Regions from separate parts of the Sus scrofa genome. Here regions 1 and 3 are each linked to region 2. Evidence: chromatin contacts called from public HiChIP or PLAC-seq and promoter capture Hi-C data. All regions are on one chromosome and are shown on one strand. Each heading gives the region's core, a stretch centred on a gene start, on an enhancer-like site or on the middle of the called end of the contact. The rest is flanking DNA. Distances are from core to core; before and after follow the strand shown. Region 1 holds the start of MARCH7 (E3 ubiquitin-protein ligase MARCH7). Region 2 holds the start of WDSUB1 (WD repeat, SAM and U-box domain-containing protein 1). Region 3 holds the start of CD302 (CD302 molecule).

What was found. Promoter capture Hi-C pulls out the DNA fragments that hold promoters and counts their contacts. HiChIP or PLAC-seq counts read pairs in DNA pulled down with a chosen protein or histone mark.
Region 1: a promoter capture Hi-C map of liver shows a contact between it and region 2, with 4 times the contacts expected there. The contact joins the promoter of MARCH7 here to the promoter of WDSUB1 in region 2. A contact is called at or near these places in 2 of 5 promoter capture datasets (fetal liver and liver), 3 of 47 Hi-C or Micro-C datasets (embryonic fibroblasts, epiblast stem cells and fibroblasts) and 2 of 2 datasets of contacts at active chromatin or transcription factors (alveolar macrophages and skeletal muscle).
Region 3: an H3K27ac HiChIP or PLAC-seq map of skeletal muscle shows a contact between it and region 2, with 3 times the contacts expected there. The contact joins the promoter of CD302 here to the promoter of WDSUB1 in region 2. A contact is called at or near these places in 1 of 47 Hi-C or Micro-C datasets (embryonic fibroblasts) and 1 of 2 datasets of contacts at active chromatin or transcription factors (skeletal muscle).

The regions. Positions count from the first base shown.
Region 1 is chr15:66,648,108-66,652,687 of Sscrofa11.1, reverse strand. MARCH7 (E3 ubiquitin-protein ligase MARCH7) reads right to left here and starts at 3,325. Exons shown (of 10, transcript XR_299495.3): 1 at 3,042-3,325. LOC110256931 (a long non-coding RNA gene) reads left to right here and starts at 3,298. Exons shown (of 5, transcript XR_002339014.1): 1 at 3,298-3,434.
Region 2 is chr15:66,236,057-66,240,849 of Sscrofa11.1, reverse strand. It overlaps WDSUB1 (WD repeat, SAM and U-box domain-containing protein 1), which reads left to right and starts at 1,649. Exons shown (of 11, transcript XM_021074784.1): 1 at 1,649-1,789; 2 at 4,009-4,430. The coding sequence starts at 4,033.
Region 3 is chr15:66,730,285-66,734,797 of Sscrofa11.1, reverse strand. CD302 (CD302 molecule) reads left to right here and starts at 2,208. Exons shown (of 6, transcript NM_001110425.1): 1 at 2,208-2,298. The coding sequence starts at 2,208.

The sequences.
Region 1 (4,580 bases), core at 2,076-4,575, 410 kb before region 2:
TAATTTTAAAACCAGGTGAACAACTTATCTAGTCTAACCAGTAGAGCCAGAGAAATATATCTCAAACAAGAAAAACCAGCTTTGACCACATGAGTTTGGATCAGAACAGAAAAGTTAAAAATTAAGATCACTGAAAATTAAAACCCAGCCAACTCTCAAATTATAATTTTATTCTGTTTCCCCCTTTTAAGTTCATCTTATGATTAGCAAGTACATTAAAGATAGTTTTTGTAAAATAATACTTGTGAGGAGATAAATTACTTCACATTAATTCTGCTTCAGTGAATTCAAGATCTTAGTAAGAACTTAAAACGCTACTCATTTTAAACTGTAATTATACTTATGTGATCAGTTGTTGATTCAGTCATACAACAGTTAAAGGGTTCATTAGTTAAGTTTGTTGGTTAAAAGTGAGGTTTGATGCAAGCCTGTGCATTTCATTTATGCATTTTCCCACTGTTCTTTATTACTAGCTCTTAATTATCTATAGTAATAGGAGGATGTATCCTCAAAGACAATTGAAAAATCATTTTTTATTTGGCTTATGGACACAATAGTTCTTTATTCCCAACAGCAGAGAGCACTAACTTTCTAAAACAGTACAAAAGGCCTTTTACATAATGCTCTAACCTTCCATTCAATTGTTTGAGCAATGGGGAATAAACTGTCCATTCCTAAAACAAACCATGATAACATGACTTAGCAGTTTCCTTATTAAACCTCTAATCATCCTTCACATCTTAGTTCCAGCAATATGTCTGGTAAAAATTTCCCCCAAGATTAAACAGCACTCCTCTATGCTCTGACAGTACTACCATAAATTTAAAATAAGTTTATAGATGAGTCTGATGATTAACTTGTACTTGTGGAGGGCAGAAGCTGTGTTAAGCTCCTTCATGTAATGTGAAGCCCTAACCTAGTAGCTAAAATACATAACAAACTATCAAAGTGTTTTACATTATTTGATAGTTCTGTACAATTAAAATTATTTTCCTAAAATTAAGTGGGCAACTCTTGAAAGCATACTAGATGAAGAGCTGTGTAAAGTGCATATGGAGCTGATTAAAAATTGGGGCCATGGATGACTTATGTTCAAGCTATTATCTGACACCTTCATGTAGTATATATATGAACATATTGGAGCCTGATTTTACACTACCCATACTCAATTCTAAACTTTAACATAAAGTTTGTTCCTTGCCTCCCCCCACCCCAAAGAATATATGCACATGTTTATATAGGGGCATCATTGTGCTTTATCTGGGAAATTAATCTCTCTTGCCAATGAGGAAGAGAAATCACTTGTACTTAAGTAAGTATGAATTTTTAATCATTCTTATTCAAGACATCTGATCCAGTACTCAACTTTGGAAAAAACTCAGAACTATACTTACCAAGCATGTTTATATCTGTGGTATAATTTAGGGCAAAAGAAGAGTTGTAAAAAATTCTTACATGTAAAGATTTGTAGTATAGACTTTATATAAGTAGATAGCACTTTGCCTGTGAAAAACGGCCAGCACTCCGTGAAGGGGGTATTTCAGGGAGGGTAAAATTTGAATGTTATTCTGACCAGAATGGACAGATGGACTTTAATATCCGTTCCAATTGTTTATACTCATCAAGTATTATGTCCCCCAGGGTGTTGACTGCTACTCACTACTAGAACTTAATCCTCATCTTAACTCTAAGAATTGACTGCTACGCTTCTAGGAAAACATTAATAAATAAATAATTACGGTAAAATCAAGAATCAGACCTATATCTTCTACCGCTAATGCCTCATATACCCCTGAGGTTTCACAAAATGCTGTATGTAGAGCTGTAAATGAAACACTGACCTCATTTTTTAAAAAATTTTTAATACGGATTTTGTTTGTTTTTTGGCTACACCTGAGGCATGCGGAAGTTCCCCAGCCAGGGACGCCCCCCCCCTTCACAGCAGTATCCACTCATAGCAGTTACAACTCCAGATTCTTAGCCTGCTGAGCCACCAGGGAATTCTGTAATGACCCCATTTCTGAAACAAAATTTTATCTCAAAGGAAAGCAAAAATCTAGTTACACTATATGCCTGCCTTTTTAACAATGGTATACCATTTGATTTTTAAGTCAAAAATTCATCTTTAACCTTACCTCTTGGCTCTAGACAGAAACGGACAGATGAGAGCAAGGAGAGATTTTTAAATTATTTTTAAAATGAAAAAAAAAACTAAAATATTATACAAAATCGGAAAAAAAAAATCTTACTGAATTCCACTTCACTTGGCACCTTTGTTCTTAATAGTGACAAACGACAGCATTCGTGATGAATTTATTACCAAGAGAGATGTTGCCCATATATTTACATCTGTACGTAGGAAAAAAGAATTACAGTATTTTTGGTGTGTGTACACAGTCATCTTCATTATGCAGTTTCATCAAAATGAAGGAGTACTATGTTCTACTGATGCCCTCCATATTTTTACTTCTTAGGCCAACAAGTCCGTTCTTACACATATCATCACGTATTTCCATTTGAAGAACGTACAATTTACCACAAAGCAAAAGAAAGCCCAAAGTTATTACGATACTCAAGAACTTGGACAATCAATCAGCAAATATTTACCGCATCTAAGGTGCTGGCAAAGTCCCTACAATTCAAGGCTGGGCTGGCAGAGCCCTGAGTCTCTTGGCCTTCAACACCTCGCTCATTAAATATTTTACACGTGACACTGCTCGCCCTCGGGGCTCGGTAAAGACCCTCCTAAACCCAACCTAAGGGGAGGCCGCCAAAGGCCAAAATATGGCTCAAGCCCCTTGCCCGAGCCCGCCGCAAGTCCATATGGAAGACGCACAACCTGCCCCCTTCACCCGTCACAAAACTCCACCACGGGACGAAAGGCTCCGGGCAAAGAAGGCCTGCGGACAGCTCCGCTTCGTTCGCGGGATCAAGCTCCTTCACCCCATCTAGAGAGGAAGGAAGCAGGGGCCTCCGCGTCCCCGGGGCCGCACTTCATTTCCTCCCCTCCCCCACCAGCGGCCTAGACTAGAACCACCTACCCCAGAGGTAGAAGCCCAAACTCCGCAGCTTATTCCCCTTCTTCCGGTGCTAACACCGAACAGGCGCGTCCGGCTCCCAGCGATCACACCACTACCTTCTTCCTCTGAGTTCTAGGCCTCTAAATGAGGCTGAACAGTCGGCGGCGAAGCACAATGGCGCCCGCCCTTCTCCAGGATCAGGCGCAGAAGCAGCCGCCACCGTTAAAAGCCCCTCCCTTCTCTTCCTTCCCCCAACCCCACCACTTCGCGGATTCCGCCGACTTCTCGCGAGAGTGGCGAAGCTCCGCGGACCCGAGAACTGCGGGCGGACTCGACGTACCCCACCGCGGGGTGGTGCTCTGACTGCGGCAACCGTTGAAGGGCTGCCCCTGGGGAGTCAGCGAGGCGCCATCGGTAAGCGGCTTCGACTGGTCGGCCGGCGGGCTTGCGAGGGTGCGGGCGCCGGGAGCTGGGCGCTGGAGGCCCGGCCCTAGTTGGCCGCCCTCGCCTGGCTTGGCGAAGGGCTGGTATCCAGCCCTGCCGTTCTCCAGAGCCCAAGTCCGTGGCACAGGCTCTTGCCTCCTCCTGCAAACCTGCAAGGCCCACTGCTCAAAATACCGCCCCCGCCCCTTTTTTTTTCCGCTTGAGGAGTGGCGCAGTCAATGTTTATTGACTTGAATCAAACACTGCCTTTTCCGACCTCCCCTCCTCCCATTCCCTGTCTGCCCTGTGTATCCGAACCCTCTCCTTTAAAGGTTGGAGTGGATTTGTCCCGGACCATTTGTTACTGGTTGTAATTCAGTGGTGGTGGTGTAGTTTCTTAGACAAGTCTTTTAAGATCGTTTTACTAATCTTTGGTAGTGTAGCTACAGATTTTGCAGTAAGAATTCATCCATTTAGAGAGGAAAATTGTGAGGTAAATGGCCTGACGAGAATGAGACGAAACTTTCAGAAATCTGTAAATGTGGTAAACCAAGATATAAAAGAATCCTAATGAAAAGGAGTAGATTAGAGGAAAAAGCCACAATTTCGGTGAATTTAGGTGAATATGTGGATTTTGAATAATGTACCAAACATCAAAGTTCTTCACCAGTAAAGATTAAGTTATTGAAACTTGGAGGCATACTGATTACACTTGATTGGTACACTGACCTATTTTCATTAGGTTGTTTAAGCAATTCTTTAGATCCAAGTAATTTCAATAAATGTAGTATGAAGTTTGTGGTTTTTGTTATTTCATCCGGAGGGTGAAATGTATCATCCCTCTGTCTTAGAAACTAACAGACTGTTCATTCTTCACTATTGTAAATTGTAAAATATTAAAGATAATTATTATTTAAAGTTGGCATATAAATGCCATTCTATCTCTTTAAAATGTGAGTTGAAGGAGTTCCCATTGTGGCTCAGCAGTTAACATATCCGACTAGTATCCGTGAGGAGGTGGCTTTGATTCCTGGCCTCGCCTAGTGGGTTAAGGATCCAGCATTGCCATGAGCTGTGGTGTAGGTTGCAGATGAGGCTCAGATCTGGCATTGCTCTGGCTGTGGTGTAGGCTGGCAG
Region 2 (4,793 bases), core at 400-2,899:
AATAGGGTACCATAGATAAAGAGGGAAACCTGGGGGATGCGGGGAGACCACTGTAAGTTAGAGAAAAGCAGGCTTGCTTAACTAGCGGAGGTTCAAGAATTGCCTCAGGTCTTTGGGTGGGGGATGGGATGAGGCCTGCATTCAGATTCAGACCTAGGGCAGGAGTTTGAGGACCACCCTTCAGCTGATTTGAATGCACACCTTACCGGATACTAAAGAGGCGAGCCTTTCCAACCCCTGCCTCCCTTGGATGATAAAACTGTGGCCCACCAGATCCTCAGGCAGAGCTTCCTTGTCTGCCTGCTTGCATCTCTTATAAGCGGTCTATCCTACTAAATCTGTTTTTTACCTATCACTTTGTCTCTCACTGAAAATTACTGCTGCACTGAGGCACAAAGAACCCAAACCTTAGTGAATCCAGACACAGGGTAACTCGAATTTAAAAACATGGGTTCAAGTCCCAATCTGTGTTCTGGCTGGGTTCAGGCCATTAGTGCTGTCAGTTTCACTTTTAGAAAAATACTAATTTGGCAGTATTTGGCACATAATCAGATTTCAAAGTCTCAGTCATAATGCACTTGTTAATCGATTTAAAAATCACAGGAGCAGAAGTTCCCCTTGTGTCTCAGTGGTAATGAACCTGGCTAGTATCCATGATGACATGTGTTCAATCCCTGACCTTTCTCAGTGGGTTAAGGATCATGCCTTGCCCTGAGCTGTGGTGAGGTTGCAGACATAGTTTGCTGTACCTCGGATTTGACTCCTAGCCAGGGAACTTCCACATGCCACAGGTGTGGTCCCAATAAGCAAAAATAAATAAAAATCACAGGAGCATCTCAAAATCATGAATTTTGATCTCCCCTTTTACAAATATTTTCCAGCGATCTCAATTTCATGTTTAAATATGAATATTTTAGGTTATTACTTTTCAAATATAAGACTTTGGCTTCCTTGGGTTGATAATTTATTTCCTCATTGAAGAAAACACTTTTGTTTGTATCTTTGACTTTCACCCGAACATGGTCCTATACTGTGTCCTGCCCTAAGATGATAGGTATTAGCATGCCTGGGAAGTTTTTTTCCTGGTCAATTTTTTTAACCTCAAAAGGGCTTGGCAAGACCACTCCGTAGACACATAGGTCTATCCGTGAAATTAGGAGACAGTCGGCAACGCTAGAAGAAACGCACATTGGGTTCAGGTGATGCCAGGATATCCACCTGGACCTATTTAGCGAACAGGAGAACGACAGGACCAGGGCCCAGGGGTGAGGAGCCCACCTTAGAAAAAGAGATGTGGGTAACCTGGGCACAAAGGCTGTGGCAGAATTTATGGACAGCCGAGGTCAGAGCTAGCCTAAACAGAAAAGACCAATCAGGAGGTCAGAAAATAGACGGGGCAGGGGACGGGGATAAAGAGAGGAACAAGATTCAAAATTTTGAGCTGGAATAACTGGAGAGTTGTATAATCCCTCCTGTAAAACCGCATCTCAGACATTCGCTAAACGTTGGGATTTCAGCTTCCTCAACTGGAAAAAAATTTCAACTAAAATATCTCCCCAAGTCTGGACTCTTTTGAATCCTAGAGGCAGAATTTAGAGACCTCCCCATCAGAGGGCGAAAGGGCGCGCATGCGCCGCAGCGCGGGCCGACCCCTCAGGGGGGCGGAGCCTATTCTTTAGCCTTAGGGCCTCTACCCGTGCCAGCTCCACCCGGCTCACCTGCGTGTCACGTGTGCTGTGCTGCTTGCAGGGCCCCTGAGGGCGGAACCCAGGCGTCGTGGGTCTTCCAGGTGAAAGGTGTCGCGCTCCTGGGCCAGTTTAGCTGCAGCGGCGGCAGGTGGGGGAGTGTGACTGGGGTCAGCCCGCCGTGTTCCGGTGTCGAAACCCTCCTGTTTCTCCGCATCTGGTTCTAAGCGCGCGACAGGGACTAGCTGAGCCCTTGACCGGAGCGGGGCAAGGTTGTTCTGTCTCGGCTGAGAGCCGGGCGGGTGCTCCCGCTGAGGTGTGGAAGCCCCGGCTGCACTCTCCCCGGTCCTACCCCGAACTCCGGTTCCTGCGCCCTGGAAGGCCCTGCTCTCCTCCGGCCGCGCTCCTGCCTCCGTCCGCTCGGTCTGCTCCTTCCGCCGAGAACCGGCTGGCTCGACGTTGGGCAAATCCTTGGTCCCCGCGTCCAGGGGAAGTAGGTCGCCGGTTTTACATTCGGGGGGATTCTTTGCCATTTCGGGTTTGCTTTGCATTAGATAGGGATGCCTGTGTTCACACTGGCGAGTTGACCCGGTTTGCCTGTGAGTGTTTGGCTTTATGTCTTGAAGGTGGATACCTACTCCCCAAAGCAGGTAGGGGGCTTGAGAGACCTTTTCAAAACAAACTGTGCAGCTGATTTCGGTTTCGTCCTTCTGACTCTGGGGTCTCCTAGAACTGCAAAAGGAAATGAGTGCCACAGGGGTGAAGAAGCAAGTTTGTTTGGAAAATTGCTTGTGTGCACTTGCATAGTTGGGGCTTGGGAGCTCTCCAGAAAGCACCACCTGATCGCACTTGTTTTCAGTGCAACAAAACAGGCGGTAATCTACCAGAACTTTTTTTTTTTTTTGCTGGTTTTTCAGTTTTTTAGGTTTCATTGTAGTTTGTTTGAAAAAGAGAGGCTGAACTTTTGGGATAAGATATCGAAAAGACATGCTCCATCTATTTGTAAAGCTTTCTGTAAGTAACATTAGAACAAGGCATTATAAATTTTACAATTAAAGGTTATACCTGTCCCTTCAGGGCTGATTGCCTCGTTCTGCACCATTTTTCCGCTGTCGGATTTTTTTAACAAAGCATTTGGTAGCTTTATTTTTAATTTTCTAATCGTTTTGTATTAATAGTCTATAATATTTAAAGAATAGAACCCAGCTGGGTTTGGAAAACATGTTAATTCAACAAATATTTATTTGACCACGTTATGTGCTGACACCATTGTTTTCCATGCTGTGGATAGCAAGATGGAACAGATTACTGTTGTGGAGTTTACATTGTAGTTGGGGGGCAGGGAGACAAGTGAATGTCGGTTGTTGGTAATTGATAGGCTGAGGATTAAAGTAGGGTGATACATTAGCCTAGAGAGTGGCTACTTTAGATTGGGAAGGACGCTGAAATTGAAATCTGAATGAGAAATAAGATCCCAAAAGCAGAGAGAAGAGAATTTAAGCCTAAGAAAACCACTTGGTGAAGATCTTTAATGTAATCCTTTGGACTAGGGAGGCTGGAAAGAAGTGGGAGAGAGAAAGTGGTGAGTTGAGATCTGAAAAGTAGGCAGGCAAGAGCTGGGTCATAGAGGGTTTTGTAAGCTGTAGTGAGGAGTTTGGATTTTATTATAAATTTGTAAATTTGTTTTTCAGTGCAACTGGCCAGGTCCATTTTTTGCCATTCTTTTTGGTTTCCTTGATTTATTACATTGGTTCTTCACCACAAATCTCTTACTTATTTTATTTTTTGTTAGACAAGATGACAGACCATGACATGATAGTTTTCATTTAAATTGTAAATGAAACTTTTTGTGAGTGAACCATATAGTTCCCCATCTTAGAGGCAGAGGAATAGCCTTGTCTCCATCCGGTGCAAGGAGAGGGAGAGTTTGTTAAAATAGTGAAAAATATTTTTGAGTTGAGATTAGCAGATCTGGAATGAGGGAGTGTTAAGTAGCAGTTAAGGGAAAGTCTTCAAAGACGAAATGGTTTTGGATGTTCAGTGTCACATCATTTTGGTCACTTGACTAGGTTCTTTTTCAGAAGTTAGGGAACTTTATTGTTATGGCACGGATGATTGTGATCATCATCAGAGGTTATAGTCTTAATGCTTTTTTTTCCAAATTATTCTTACCTTGGGTATAATATAGTGTCTTTTAAAAATATGAATGTAGGGGCTTTCATTGAGCAAGTTTTGAAATTGATTTTGGCTCTTTTGTACGGATTGGAGTTGTGTTTATTTGATTCCTGGGATGAAGTAACCTTTATCCATCTGATAACTGCAGGATATTTTACTTCAAATAAAGAACATGGTGAAACTGATTCACACATTAGCTGATCATGATGATGATGTCAACTGCTGTGCCTTCTCTGCTTCCCTCTTGGCCACTTGCTCCTTGGACAAGACAATTCGCCTGTACTGCCTGAGTGACTTTACTGAACTGCCACACTCTCCATTGAAGTTTCACACCTATGCTGTCCACTGCTGCTGCTTCTCCCCTTCAGGACATATTTTGGCTTCGTGTTCAACAGATGGTACCACTGTCCTGTGGGATACTCAGAATGGACAGATTTTGGCGGTGATGGAGCAGCCCAGTGGTAGCCCTGTGAGGGTTTGCCGGTTTTCCCCAGACTCCTCTTGTTTGGTGTCAGGGGCGGCGGATGGAACGGTTGTTTTGTGGAATGCACAGACATACAAGTTATATAGGTAGGAATATATTTTAAATCCTTTCTGTGTTTAATCCTAATAACAGTGTTACCAAAAAAAAAAAAAGATATTTTGATGCCTTTAAGAAGCAGATAATCTTCAGATGTCAAAGGAAGAATATTTTGACCAACTTCTGAAGGTCATAAAAACATTTAATATGATTCTTGAAGTAGATTTGCTTGATTCTGAAAGTTTTAAATTTTGAATCTTTTGTAAAATAAGAATTAATCCTGTTAGTCTTTTATGGGTTTTTATTTTAAGTTAGGCAAAAAAGAAAAAAAAAAAAAGAAAAAAAATTCTGCAAGTCTTTTGAAGAACAGTAATTTTAGGCTTTATTTTTATCACTTGTGGCTCACATGTTCC
Region 3 (4,513 bases), core at 959-3,458, 490 kb before region 2:
TTTGTCTTTTGTTGTTGTTGTTGTTGTTGTTGCTATTTCTTGGGCCGCTCCCGCGGCATATGGAGGTTCCCAGGCTAGAGGTTGAATCGGAGCCGTAGCCACCAGCCTACGCCAGAGCCACAGCAACGCGGGATCCGAGCCACGTCTGCAACCTACACCACAGCTCACGGCAATGCCGGATCGTTAACCCACTGAGCAAGGGCAGGGACGGAACCCGCAACCTCATGGTTCCTAGTCGGATTCGTTAACCACTGCGCCACGACGGGAACTCCTCATTTCTTTTTAGTGCTGAATAATATTCCATTATCTGGATACACCATGATTTATTTATCCATTCACCTACTGAAGGACATCTGGGTTGCTTCCGGGTTTTGGCAATTATAGATAAAGCTACTAAATAAATAAATACATACATATATATATATGCAAAATTTTGTGTGTATGTAAAGTTTCAACTTGCTTGGATAAATAAATACTGAGGAGCATGATCACTCAATCATATGGTAAGAGTATATTTAGTTTTGTGAGAAGCTGCCAAATTGTTTTCCAAAGTGGCTGTACCATTTTGCATTCTCACCAGAAGTGAATGAGAGTTTCTTTTGCTATACATCTTCATCAGCATTTGGTATTGTCAGTGTTTTGGATTTTAAAAGCCATTTTAGGGAATTCCTGTCCTGGCACAGCAGAAACAAATCTGACTAGGAACCATGAGGTTGCAGGTTTGATCCCTGGCCTTGCTCAGTGGGTTAAGGATCTGGCATTGCTGTGAGCAGTGGTGTAAGTCACAGACATGGGTCGGATCTGGCAGTGCGATGTGTAGGCTGAAGACGCGGCTCCATTCTGGCATGGCTGTGGTGATCCGGCATGGGTGTGGCGTGGCTGGCAGCTGCAGCTCCAATTAGACCCCTAGCCTGGGAACCTCCATATCCTGTGGGTGTGGCCCTAAGAAGCAAAAAAAAAAAAAAATCCATTTTAATAATGTGTAATGGTATTTCATTTTTGTTTTAATCTGCAGTTTCCTGGTGACATATGTTGAGTGTGTTTTCGTATGCTTTTTGCCATCTGTATATCTTCTTTGGCAAGGTGTCTCTTCAGAGCTTTTGTACATTTTAAATTGAGTCATTTGTATTGTTGAGTTTAGACGCAGTTTTAAAGCACTCTTTTGCTAATGACATGAAGCTATTCAGGGCTTAAATAAGAAGCCTGCTTGGCCCTGGTTGTCTGGTTCCAGAGGCCCTCCCCAATCAAGTTATACTTACATAGTTTATATATATAATAACAAGTATAGTTTTCTTTTCCTTAACAACAGAAATTTTTTATGTCACAGTTCTGGAGGCTAGAAATTCAAGATTAAGTATCCATCAGAGTTGGTTCCTTCCCAGGGCTGTGCAACCACAGTTTAAAGACCTTTAATCCAGGAGCTGGTAACAAAGCTAGTGACAAATCATCTGAGGGACACAGTCCATTGAAAGAGGGCTTTTGAAAATGTTTCTGGTCATTGGGTCCAAAGGACAAACACCACTTTAACAAGTAATCAACATGAACATCTCCAGTGATGAGAGAAACAGCACGGCCCTCCTGCGCCAGGCATATGACTTCTGCGGTATTCTTGCCAAAAAATAAAAAAATAAAAAATAACAAAACAAAAACATAAACATAACCTGAATGCTTGTCCTCCAATCTCCCTCAAGAGGAAAATAGTAGATAAACTGAAACTGAAGGACATTCTGCACAACGACTGGCTGGAACTCTCCAAACCTATGTCCAGGTGGCAAAAGACAAGCAATGATACGGAACTGTCCCGCATTCAAGAAATTGAGGGTACCCGTGACATCTCAACGCAGATGAATTTTAGAACAGTAAAAGAACAACTGGGCAATTGGCGAAATGTGATAAAGGCTGCAGATGAGTTCATGTTATCGCACCAGGGTTAATACACTGGCTTTGACCATTGTACTGAAGTCACATAGGACGTTACTACTTGGAAAGCTGGTTGAAAGGTTATGGAAACTCCTTGTACTATTTTGGCAACATTTTTGACAGGCTGACATTTCAGTTAAGAGCAAAAGTTTTGAAAATCACGGAGAGCTGTGCGCGGGCCCAGAAGGCAGCGCGGGCGGGTTCTCGGGTCGGCGGGGGCGCAGGTGGGAGGGGTCGGGCTGCGGCTCCGCACTTCCGAGCAGCGCGCCGGGCCCGCACCCGCCGTCATGGCCCGGGCCGCGCCACCCGCGCTCCTGTTGCCGCTGTTGGGCCTCGCCGCCGCCACCGCCGCCGCCGCCGCCGCCGCCGCCGCCGTGGGTAAGCTGCCCCCTTGGTGCGCCACCTCCTCGGCCTGAGAGCTGGGACGCAGACTGACCGCTTTCGCCTCGCTCCCCGCTCGGCCCCACCTCTCCGCCCCCACAACCCCCTGAACCGGGGGAGACCCTACACCCTGTCGATGGCGGAGGGCTGCATCCCCACGGGCATCCCACGCTTTCCCCCACGCCCACCCCGTGCGCCCCGGGGTCAGATCAGCACCCCCTCCTTTGCGTCGCCTGGGTTCCGACGAGGGCGCCCGCCAGGGAGGGGGCCGCCGGGGACCTGAGAGCGAACCCCCTGTCCAGTCGTGTGCACATCCTCAGTGCAGACCCCACTCGCAGGGAGAGGTCCCCAAACGGGGGCTAATTGACAGGAGGGCAGAGGGGCTTAGAGTCCCGGGACGAACATAGCTTCAGGGCCATTGGAGCAGAAAGGAGAAGTGGCCAAGTTAGCTGTGGAGATTTCCACAGCTTTTGTGCGGTGGGGGTGGGGGTGCGAGGAAGCTGGCCCTTCTTTGCTCTCCGTGTTGTTTGTCCAGTCGGTTGGTGCTCAAGCTGTTGAAACAGGAAAACAGTTCAGCCAAATAACCCCCTGGATGGAATTGGGACGTGAACAGGAGAGACTTGGATTCCACTGAAGTCGTGTGCTTTTAAAATCTTTTTAAGTCTAGCCTGCTCTTGTACTAGTGACATCTGAAAAATTACTCGTAGTCATTTCCAAAATGAATCCTGAGGAAAACAGACAATTCTGTTGAATATGGTTTGTGTTTGTTTTTCTTTTTGCAAGTTTCCCATGCAACCATGTCGAAAATGTTGAGAGGGAAAACTGGGGAAAGAACTTCCATCCAAAACCACTGTTAATTGACCAGCTCTGGGAATTAAAGAACAAAATAAACAAGAACTAAGTGAATACTTGCATGGGTTTGAATAAAGTGATTATGCAAGAGTTTGGCTTTTTTTTTCTCCTGAATTTCACTGTCATTTTATAAATTCCTGCTAGAAGCCTGCTGACCGACAGAAATATGTTAAAGGATCTCAGTGTTGGAGGCAGCAGTAGAGTAAGCAGCTCAGAACTTGCTTGCAAACTCAAAGCTCCTTTCCTGAAACCATTTGTCCACCAGCATTTATGACTATTTATGCCTGTGGAGGCACAGAAACAAGATTTTCACACCGTTTAGACTGAGCACGTTAGTTTGGTCCAAGACAAGGCTGGACGAGACTTTGTGCGAAGCCCTCCTCGTACGTGCCCTCGTTCAGTTTTCCAGTAACATCTAAACGCACATTTAAGCCGCTCCATGGGTTGCCCGTGCCTTCATCCATCAGGTTAAGTTAAAAAATACTTCGTTTTTAAAAAATCCATTTCTAGATTTTGATATCTCTCTTCTTTAGAGAAACCGTTTTGATCAGCAATCGAGGACAAACTGTTTAATCAGTAGAAATTGATAAGCCAGATGAGGAATTCAGGCCAGACTTTATTGGCACTCCTGCAGCATGAGAGAGCGGGAGCGAAAACAAGTAACAGGTGCCCTTGCTTGCTTCCTAAGTGAGGGCAAGCTGGTCCTTAAATGGGGTGAGTGTAGGGGGCTGGGCAGACTGTGGGTCTGGCCACAGGGGTGGCTTAGGTGGTCCACCTACCCCATTGGTAGTGCTGAGTGCATGGATCCTGAGCAGTCCCCTCAGAAGTGACAGTTGGGTTTTGGCCTTTTGGTATGTTGTTGCTCATAATTTGCCCCAGCTGCACAGGGGTGCAGTTATTTTTAGTCCCTCAGTTTCTTTGTATTCTACTGCACAGAGAACATGTTAGTCCAGGTGCAAGCACTGCAGCAAAGGGTCCCAGGACCTAGCCTATCTCAAAACTCTTTGGAAAGTTTTGTTCTTTTTCCTTTTGTAAGTCCATTATGGTTAAATAGACTTTTCAAGAGCTGAATAAGTCCATGTTGAATAAATTAATGCTATTAATCAGCTTATCTCAGGAGGTTTTAAGAAATTAGAAAAAACATGAGCTTTGGAGTTAGGTACAGACTGTGTGGCCTTGATTGAATTACCCAAGTCTTTGCACTTGAGTCAGATGGAGATAATGTTGCTGAACTATTGGCTTCCTCTATACACCAATGCCAAGTAGAAACTATGAGAGTTGGAGGAAACAGGAAAAGTAGCTCTAATTGCCAGGCAAAGAGGAGAACACAGAAGGCCCCTCTTGCAGTGGGTAGTGAGGA